Regions from separate parts of the Zea mays genome. Here region 1 is linked to region 2. A link is a contact called in public Hi-C data. All regions are on one chromosome and are shown on one strand. The core of a region is the stretch at or near the end of the contact, and the rest is flanking DNA. Distances in the headings are between cores, read along the strand shown. Region 1 holds the start of LOC100193440. Region 2 holds the start of LOC542333 (cytosolic glyceroldehyde-3-phosphate dehydrogenase GAPC3).

What was found. Hi-C and Micro-C count contacts between places; a contact is called where the count stands out from the background.
Region 1: a Hi-C map of leaf shows a contact between it and region 2, with 6 times the contacts expected there. The contact joins the promoter of LOC100193440 here to the promoter of LOC542333 in region 2. A contact is called at or near these places in 2 of 25 Hi-C or Micro-C datasets (both in leaf).

Annotation. Positions count from the first base shown.
Region 1 is chr4:138,459,678-138,464,580 of Zm-B73-REFERENCE-NAM-5.0, forward strand. It overlaps LOC100193440, which reads left to right and starts at 1,738. Exons shown (of 7, transcript NM_001138559.1): 1 at 1,738-1,995; 2 at 4,182-4,266; 3 at 4,660-4,751; 4 at 4,844-4,903. The coding sequence starts at 4,239.
Region 2 is chr4:138,100,949-138,105,620 of Zm-B73-REFERENCE-NAM-5.0, forward strand. LOC542333 (cytosolic glyceroldehyde-3-phosphate dehydrogenase GAPC3) reads left to right here and starts at 1,726. Exons shown (of 12, transcript NM_001111915.2): 1 at 1,726-1,956; 2 at 2,080-2,103; 3 at 2,191-2,291; 4 at 2,952-3,067; 5 at 3,155-3,254; 6 at 3,339-3,485; 7 at 3,571-3,631; 8 at 3,717-3,814; 9 at 3,948-4,090; 10 at 4,186-4,269; 11 at 4,487-4,576; 12 at 4,671-4,672. The coding sequence starts at 1,953.

The DNA.
Region 1 (4,903 bases), core at 488-2,987, 360 kb after region 2:
GTCTCGCCCGAGGCCCCCCTTTTTACGGCGGACACGTTACCGGCTCGCCCGAGGCCTTGGCTTCGCTAGGAAGCAACCCTGACTAAATCGCCGCACCGACTGACCAAGTTGCAGGAGCATTTAACGCAAAGGTGGCCTGACACCTCTATCCTGACGCGCGCCCCCCGGCAGAGCCGAAGTGACCGCCGTCACTCCGCCGCTCCACTGACCGGCCTGACGGAAGGACAGCGCCGCCTGCGCCACTCCGACTACAGTGCCACTCGATAGAGTGAGTCTGACAGGCAGTCAGGCCTTGCCGAAGGCGCCATAGGAAACTCCGCTCCGCCCGACCCAGGGCTCGGACTCGGGCTAAGCCCCGGAAGACGGCGAACTCCGCTCCGCCCGACCTAGGGCTCGGACTCGGGCTAAGCCCCGGAAGACGGCGAACTCCGCTCCGCCCGACCCAGGGCTCGGACTCGGGCTAAGCCCCGGAAGACGGCGAACTCCGCTCCGCCCGACCCAGGGCTCGGACTCGGGCTAAGCCCCGGAAGACGGCGAATTCCGCTCCGCCCGACCCAGGGCTCGGACTCGGGCTCGGCCCCGGAAGACGACGAACTCCGCTCCGCCCGACCCAGGGCTCGGACTCAGGCTCGGCCCCGGAAGACGACGAACTCCGCCTCGCCCGACCCCAGGGCTCGGACTTCGCTCTGGCCTCTGCCGAACGATCTCCGCCTCGCCCGACCCAGGGGCTCAGGCTCGGCCTCGGCCACAGAAGACAGATTCGACCTCGACTTCAGAGGAGCCCCCACGTCGCCCGGCCTAGGACGCAGGCCCGCCACGTCAACAGGAAGCGCCATCATCATCCTATCCCGAGCCGACTCGGGTCACAGAGAACAAGACCGGTGTCCCATCTGGCTAGCTCCGCCAGATGGGCAATGATGGCGCCCCACAAGCTCTGTGACGACAGCGGCTCTCAGCTCTCTTACGGAAGCAGGAGGACGTCAGCAAGGACTGGACCGCTCCGACAGCTGTCCCTCCGCCAAGCTCCGTTGCTCCTCCGACCGCCACGACATCACGCCAGCAGGGTGCCAAGATCTCTCCGGCTGCCACATTGGCATGTACTTAGGGCGCTAGCTCTTCCTCCGCTAGACACGTAGCACTCTGCTACACCCCCATTGTACACCTGGGTCCTCTCCTTACGACTATAAAAGAAAGGACCAGGGCCTTCTTAGAGAAGGTTGGCCGCGCGGGGACGAGGACGAGACAGACGCTCTCTTGGGGCCGCTCGCTTCCCTCACCCGCGTGGACGCTTGTAACCCCCCTACTGCAAGCGCACCCGACCTGGGCGCGAGACGAACACGAAGGCCGCGAGATCTCCACCTCTCTCACGCCCGTCTCCGGCCACCTCGCCGCTCCCCCCTTCGCGCTCGCCCACGCGCTCGACCCATCTGGGCTGGGGCACGCAGCACACTCACTCGTCGGCTTAGGGACCCCTCGGTCTCGAAACGCCGACAATTACACATTATGGAGTTTATTCAATAAATGAGCCAAGCCTATAAAAAATCCAACAATTTCTAACATGCAATACATTGTCAACATATAACTCAAGATATCGAGTATACATTGGATAATGCCATGAGCATGATCTATCAAATATTTTAGAAAGGAAAAATTAATGAAAACGAAATAGGAAAAAATTATAGTATGAACTTTTATTTGGTCGTCCATCTAAAAAGCCCATTAATTGAGCACAAAGCCAAGTTCCACCAGGCCGAAACGTTTCTTTAGTCTTTACCCTAACCTTCCAGCGAAGGCACACAGCCGCCGCCGTTTCTTCATCTTCTCGCAGCGCCGGCGCTCCATCTTCCCCTCCCTTCCGTACTCGCGCTCGGCACGCGGGCAACGGCAGCGGCGCTCAGGCTCTCAGCGACGGCGTCAGCGGCTTCCCCTCCCGACTCTCGCCAGTCGCCTCGCGCCCTAGCCTCCGATCCTCCGCACACCGGCCGGTGACCCAGCGTGCGTGCTTCTCTCTCTCCCCCACCTCCGATGGATTTTAAATGGCGCCCGCCCCCCGCGTCTGTGCCGCGCGCGGCCTGAGGGCAGCGGGAGCCAGCATCCGCTGCTCGACCAAGGCTGTCGAGCCGCTTTGCGAGCGCTTATGCCCCAAAGCGAAGCGTTACCCGTCCTCTTAGCGCTTCAGCGCGCTGAAGCGTGCGCGTAGTGCCACCTTTCATATTCGAAAACAACTGGTGGTTTGGTGTACCCTGTTTTTCCCATAGCTTTTGGCCTTCTAGAGAAATTTTGCCTTGAAGATCTAGAAAGCTAGCATCACATTTAGAGAACACTCAGACTGGGCTTCCAATGAAGAACATGGCAGGAGCTTACTATAAACTTCTTGTAGGATATGACAGTTATATCAAGCAGTCAAGCATGATGTGCCAACAAATTTGCCATATGAGTATTCTTTTTAAAGCACAGTTCTATCTCAATTATATTCCATCAAAATCACTGTTTGGTTTTATCTGGTTGCAGTAAAAATCATGCACTATAGTATTATGCCATCCTCAACCTATTGATTTATGATGATTATCCTTTGCGAACATATAAAGCTTACTGTTAATTGCAGAATTTTCCTTTTTGAACATATCATATTTTAGTGTACATGCTATTTCTTATCATGGTCCCAAAGTTTCTGGGTCGGGGTTGAGGTACGGGTCATGAAACGTTGTATACTACTTGTAAAATATTTTTACACTACGGGTCAAAAATAAACCCACGAATCTGGGTTGGGGTGAACAAACGTAGGTCGAGGGTCGATGACTTCCAACCCATTGTATGTGATTATGGCTCTGATATTGTAGCCATTTCAGTTCCAAATCTGCAAATGCTTCTCCTTGATATCTGCTAATATGAAGATGAAGAGTGCAGCTAGTGATTCATCTTGCTAGGGTGATCTCATTGTCTGTATAGCTTCACTTTCTTCAACGAACCTTCTGTCACCTTCATTGTAAATTGCACCTTCTGGGTTGTAACTGATGGTGTTATATACATGTTCTCCTTTGCGGTGGTATGGTGATAGTTTTCCCTAGAACCTGTCAGTGATTACGCTAGCTAAGGTGGGGCTAGGTGGGACGGTGTTGCCTAGTGGCTAGTGCCTAGTTAAGCTAGGTGGTCATTAGGTACCTTGGCAACACTATTTTAAATGCAAGGGTACCACACCTTTTTACACATATTTTTTGTATTGTTTGTCAGAGAAAAAACAGCATCGTAGCATTGCAGAAGTACCACCTAAAAAATCACTCATCAATTTTTCTGTTTGCAAACACTAAAGGAAATCACCATTTTGCTTCAGTCCTGGTTGTGCTCAATTTCTTTCTAGCTAAACATCTGTTATGTTGTGTATCTTGATAATTCAGATGCACTGTTGGCTAACTAAACATACCCCGGTTGTTATCCTTGGTAGTTGGTACATGTCAATAAGTCATGGGTGTGGATGAAGGGGGTACGACCCCACTCGTCCATGAACCAGCTCTACATAAGGAGACTGGATCAGTTTGGTTAGAGAGATAAGATTAAAAATGGGATTGTTTGCTAGATACAAGATAAGGTTGTTAGCTCCAGGATTTTAGCGTCAGATTGGATTCATTAGCTTATATAAGGTTGTGGCAGTCACTGTTAAAAGGTGTCGCCTAGGCGTCCATGCGGTGGTCCAACGCCTAGGCGCCTACCGTGCGTCGCCTAGGCATCCAGGCGGTGGTTCAACGCCTTGTCTCGCCATACCGCTTTAAAAACCATGGTGATAGTCTCATTTGATCAAAGCAAGAACCAGTCCATCTAATTTATTTTTCTGAAACACACAGGAGAGTTGCATATCTTTGTATTAAGAAGAACTATCTAATTTATCTAGACATCTGTACTTCTATTTCATGATCCAGTTTCTCATCCTTAATAACTTATTCCACCCAGGATACCCCCCAGCTGTGATTATTTTGACTTGACCATGACAGTAAATCACTAGAGTCTAGAAACAGAGCTCTTAAAAAGAAAACAGGGGTGTATAGTGCTATTTACTAAGAGAAGACATTCAATAGGCCTCTAATTTTGTTAGTAACAATATTGGAGTCTTATGAGCTTGATTTTCCTTTCTTCAGTTGTTGACTGAAGTTGCTTTCTAAGAAACTAATATCTGGTACCCTTTGCAGGTTCAGTTAGTGGTCCATTGAAGTGTAGCTGTATTGCGATCTTCAACTGCTGGGGCCATGGCCTACGAGATTAGTGAGATCAAAAGTAAAGTTATATTTTCGCTTAAGATTGTTAATTAGTACAAGTAATCAATGAACTTTAGTTAGCCTTTTCTTTATTTCTCAATACGCAGACATTATCCTTACCCTGTGTTCACATTGAATTTGTTGAAAATCACAAACTAAACAGAATTTAATTCAAAACAACATGATAGCAGAACTGCATAAAGAAGGGCCTGCTAAGTTGAAAATTCGGAGCATGTATGCTCAGTAAAAGAGTCAGTAACCCAGTATATCATATTTGCCATGCCATATCATTTGTGTTCCAGTTACAGAAAGTTTTCACTTTTCATATTCACTGATCTCATCTATTTGCCTCTTTCCATATAAGTTGAAGTACTAATAGTTTCTATTTTATTCTTGATGTTTCGATGTGAAGAGATTGGCATAGGTCTGGTGGGGTTTGGCATCCTATTCTCATTCCTTGGTGTTATCCTTTTCTTCGATAGGGGCTTGTTAGCTCTGGGTAATGTATGATACTATAATTCCCAAACCTTGTCTTGTATTACTATGTATCTAATAAATGCCCTGACTTCTTTTGGTCACTGTTTCAAATCTACTAGATTTTCTTTTTAACTGGAGTGGGTCTGTTACTCGGTTGGCAATCTATGTGGCAGCTTTTC
Region 2 (4,672 bases), core at 476-2,975:
ACCAGCCGGCCACCGCGCAACCTTTTGTCACCCTATGCAGCTACGGTCGTGGCCTGTTGAGCCTTCGCCACACCATGCAGTTTATTCATCATTCGTCATGCAAGCAGCACCCTATTGAGCCAAGATAAATGTTACTGTTGATGTTCTATGCAGTTTTGCAATCGGTCATGGTAAAATAGATGTTATTATTCTGGTGTTGCAAAATATTGCTTGTTCTATGCAATGCTTATATATAAACTAATGTAAACGGACAACTGCAATGTTTCTGATGTTATTGTTCCGATGTTATTGTAGACTGCAATGTTCTATGTAAATTGATGTTATTGTTCCGGTGTTCCAAAATGTTGTGCTGTGTTCTACGAGGTCAGGTATGTTTAGTTAAAAGCCCCGAGCGAGCGGGGGAGAGTGGGGTTTCGAGGGAGGAGGAGGGAGAGTGAGATGTGTAGGAAGGAGACACGGAAAGGATACGAGGAGAGGAGAACCGTCAACTGGAAGCATCTACACACAGGAGCACGGGAGAGGATGGGAACCAATGATCCATGATCAAATGGCCATGAAAATTAGGCCGACGTGGACACATATGGTAGCAGATTTCCTTTCTGTTTTCATAATAAGGAAAACTAAAAATGGAACCAAAGTTTTCGATTAACCAAAGTGTCGGTTTCCTCTTTTACAAGCAGCTTTTCGTATATCCTTTTTTTAACCCAAACTTAAAAAACGAACAAAAAATGTTCGATCGATTTCCTAAGGCATGTTTGGTTCAACCTTTTCTGACTAGCTTTTCTGTGAATCTGACTATGGAGAGATTCTGAGTGTGAGAAGAATCTGAGTATCGTGGGGATTACTTGCTAAGGAAGATGAAGTGGTGCAAAGAGTTCAAGATATAGAAAGCAATGGATTTCTACTATCGTGACGAGTCGATCGATTCTATGTTTATGTTGCCTCTGGACGGTTTTTATCAAAACGATTCTTATAGAAATGAGCTAAAAAGCTAGGCCGTTTGAAAGTCCGTAACAATTTTTGGTGGTCAAAAGCTAAAAAAGTCTAAACAAAAAAGCCTAAACAAACCGTGCCCAGTCCTACGGTTAACCACAACCTTCTAGAGAAGGGGGCATGCCATGGGGAAAGGGTGCACACATGGAGGCCATTAAAGAAGAAAACGTGTGAGAAAGGAGAAAAAAAAAGAAATAAGATGGTTCATGGGAATATGGGATGACGTGTGCAATATAGTGGCAGCGATAGATAATTTGTTTTTCAGCTCTACGCCTCTACCAAATTTTAGTTGGTGCGTCACCTTTAAAAAGCTCTAATATATTCGTTTTTTAATTGGTGTAATTTTTTTTTGCAAAGAGGCAGTTTTAGGCGCGCAGACAGCTTTATTAAATTGTAAATCACGCATGCAAAAGAGATTATCTGTGGAGGAATACTGACGATCTGGATTGGCACCCCCTTTCCCCTCCCCCCACAAGGTCCACAGAATCTTTTTTCATCCGACGGCCGCCGAAAACCAGCTCGGCCAATGGTTTCTTCTTCTTCACCAAGAAAAGAAGGGCAGACCCACCACCGCATCACATGACTTCTCTCCCCACTCCCGGCCAGTCCGAACCCAGCAACGGTCCAGGTTTCCAAGGTCCAACGTTCCGACCCACGGGAAGCTTCTAGAAACCATTAGACGCACCGGTCGCGTTCCTCCTCATGGCCCCCACTTGTCATCCGTCCATCCTCACGTCTCTGCCCCACCATTTTACCGGTAGCCAACAAAACTAGGTTCCGTGGCGTCGGGTGGGACCAGCAAGCAGCCGCCGCAGCCGGCCCCCAGGCGCCTCTATATACGGCACTCCGACTCCGATACATTGGCGACATCACAGATCACACACACTCGAGAACTCCATTTCGATCTCATTTGAAATCAACCCATCCTCGTTTCCTCCGTCTAGCAGCCTCTCACCCTCATGGGTAATGCCGTCACTCCTGCAATCTGGTTGTGTTTTTCGGATTTTTTTTATCGCTGGTGGTGACATTTCCGCTGATTTTCTTTTGTTTGTTTGGTTGCTTGTGTTTGTGCTCTGGTATACGCAGCCAAGATCAAGATCGGGATCAATGGTGAGTTCGCATCCTCGGATCCCAGTTACGATGTATTTGAGTCACACCGTTCGTGTCGGTTTTGACCGTTCTATTTTGTTGGTGCAGGGTTTGGCAGGATCGGAAGGCTGGTGGCCAGGGTGGCCCTGCAGAGCGACGACGTCGAGCTCGTCGCCGTGAACGACCCCTTCATCAGCACCGATTACATGGTATAGCCCCTTGTATCGCTTATCGCTTGATCTGGTACTTAGGGAGTGTGCTGTAACATGGTAATATGCCCCCTCGTATCGCTAATCCCTTGATCTGCTAATTAAGGTAGTGATTGGCTGAACGTGCTTGTTCAATGGTAGCAGATCTGTATTTTGTCCTTGTTCAATGTGGAACAGCTGCATTATATGAGAATATTAGTAAACGGGGATGCGTAGATCTGACGTGGATGCCATTTTTTATATGGATTGGTGTTACCCATTCTGTCATAAAACACATGATTGTAATTTACTGATCTATCGTAGAAACTCTTTAGTGGTTATATTTAGGTTGTTGATCTGTGGATGCACGTGTATCTGTGCCTTGCTCTGACTGTCATGTGCTTTGGATTATTATATAGGCAATCTGTTTTTTTCTTGGGAATCCTATGCTAAGGTTAATTCAAATCTTATGATCTGGATTACATTCTATTTTATTGTTGTTGATCTAAATAGTGTTTGAAGTATCCAAATCTGTATTCTCTACAGAATTTAATTCTCTGGTTAATCTCTTCTTGCATTTGGCAAATTGATTAGTTAAATTACACCAATTAGGTCTCCTGTAACTTGGTTACGCCAACTGGGTCTTCTCTTATATGACTGAATTTGACTTTGCTATTGCAGACCTACATGTTCAAGTATGACACTGTGCACGGACAGTGGAAGCACCATGAGGTCAAGGTGAAGGACTCCAAGACCCTTCTCTTTGGTGAGAAGGAGGTTGCTGTGTTTGGCTGCAGGTTTGTTACTATTCCTTTTATAGTTTGTTTCATACCCAATTAAACCATCGTGTGGTGACTAATGCGTAATAATGACCTGGTTTGCAGGAACCCTGAGGAGATCCCATGGGGTTCGGTTGGCGCTGAATATGTTGTTGAGTCTACTGGTGTTTTCACTGACCAGGAGAAGGCTGCAGCTCACTTGAAGGTATAATTTTGTTTTATTCCAGGGTATATACCTTATTAGTTCCAGCATTGGAAGCATCTAACGATTTTCCTGTTGCTTTTACAGGGTGGTGCCAAGAAGGTTGTCATTTCTGCTCCTAGCAAGGATGCCCCCATGTTCGTTGTTGGTGTCAACGAGAAGGAGTACAAGTCTGACATCAACATTGTCTCTAATGCTAGCTGCACAACCAACTGCCTTGCTCCGCTTGCTAAGGTGCTTATGTTGCTTTACTGCTGACATAAATTGCTCTTAGGCATTCTATATTATCTAAAACTGGTTACTTTTTTTTTTGCTGCAGGTCATCAATGACAAGTTCGGTATTGTTGAGGGTCTGATGACCACTGTTCATGCCATCACTGGTATGCTTTGCGAAATTGGTTGAATGGAAACTTTGTCTAGCAATCTGTTTGTGATCTTCAGTGTAGTAAATGTGGATCCTTGCAGCTACCCAGAAGACTGTTGATGGGCCCTCATCTAAGGACTGGAGGGGTGGAAGGGCTGCTAGTTTCAACATCATTCCCAGCAGCACTGGAGCTGCTAAGGTTAGAAACTGAAACAGTGTGAAATAGTGTATAGCCACAACTCTTCTGTGAAGTGAAACAAGTCACCTCCATTTTTGTTCAAACCACTTTTTATTTGTATTAGTTTGTAACAGCTATACTTGATTTCCTGCAGGCTGTTGGCAAAGTGCTTCCTGTCCTCAATGGAAAATTGACTGGAATGTCTTTCCGTGTCCCAACTGTCGATGTTTCTGTTGTTGATCTGACTGTTAGGCTTGAGAAGTCTGCCACCTATGATGAGATCAAGGCTGCGGTCAAGTGAGTTAGCTCTCCGGCCAGGGCAAATTTCAAATGAGTGTTGAATTGTTTTAGATGGTCATAGTCACTGATTCTTGCAAACATCTCCTCTACAGGGCCGAGGCAGAGGGTAGCCTCAAGGGCATTCTGGGTTATGTCGAGGAGGACCTTGTTTCCACCGATTTCCAGGGTGACAGCAGGTGTGTGCTTATATATATATATATATATATATATATATATATATATATATATATATATATATATATATATATATATATATATATATATATATATATATATATATATATATATATATATACATTCCCTACTACTAATATCTAATCGCTCAGTAGTTAATCGCCGGGGACCTCAGGTTACTGACAATGTTTTTTTCGTGGTTGTCTCTTTCAATCACAGGTCTAGCATCTTTGATGCGAAGGCTGGCATTGCCTTGAACGGCAACTTTGTGAAGCTTGTGTCCTGGTACGACAACGAGTGGGGATACAGGTTAGTAGTTGCCTCTACAGATCATCTGACTTTGAACTAGGGCTTGTGTGCACTTCAATTTCTAAATCCTGGTTTATTTTCCGTTTCTTTTCAGCA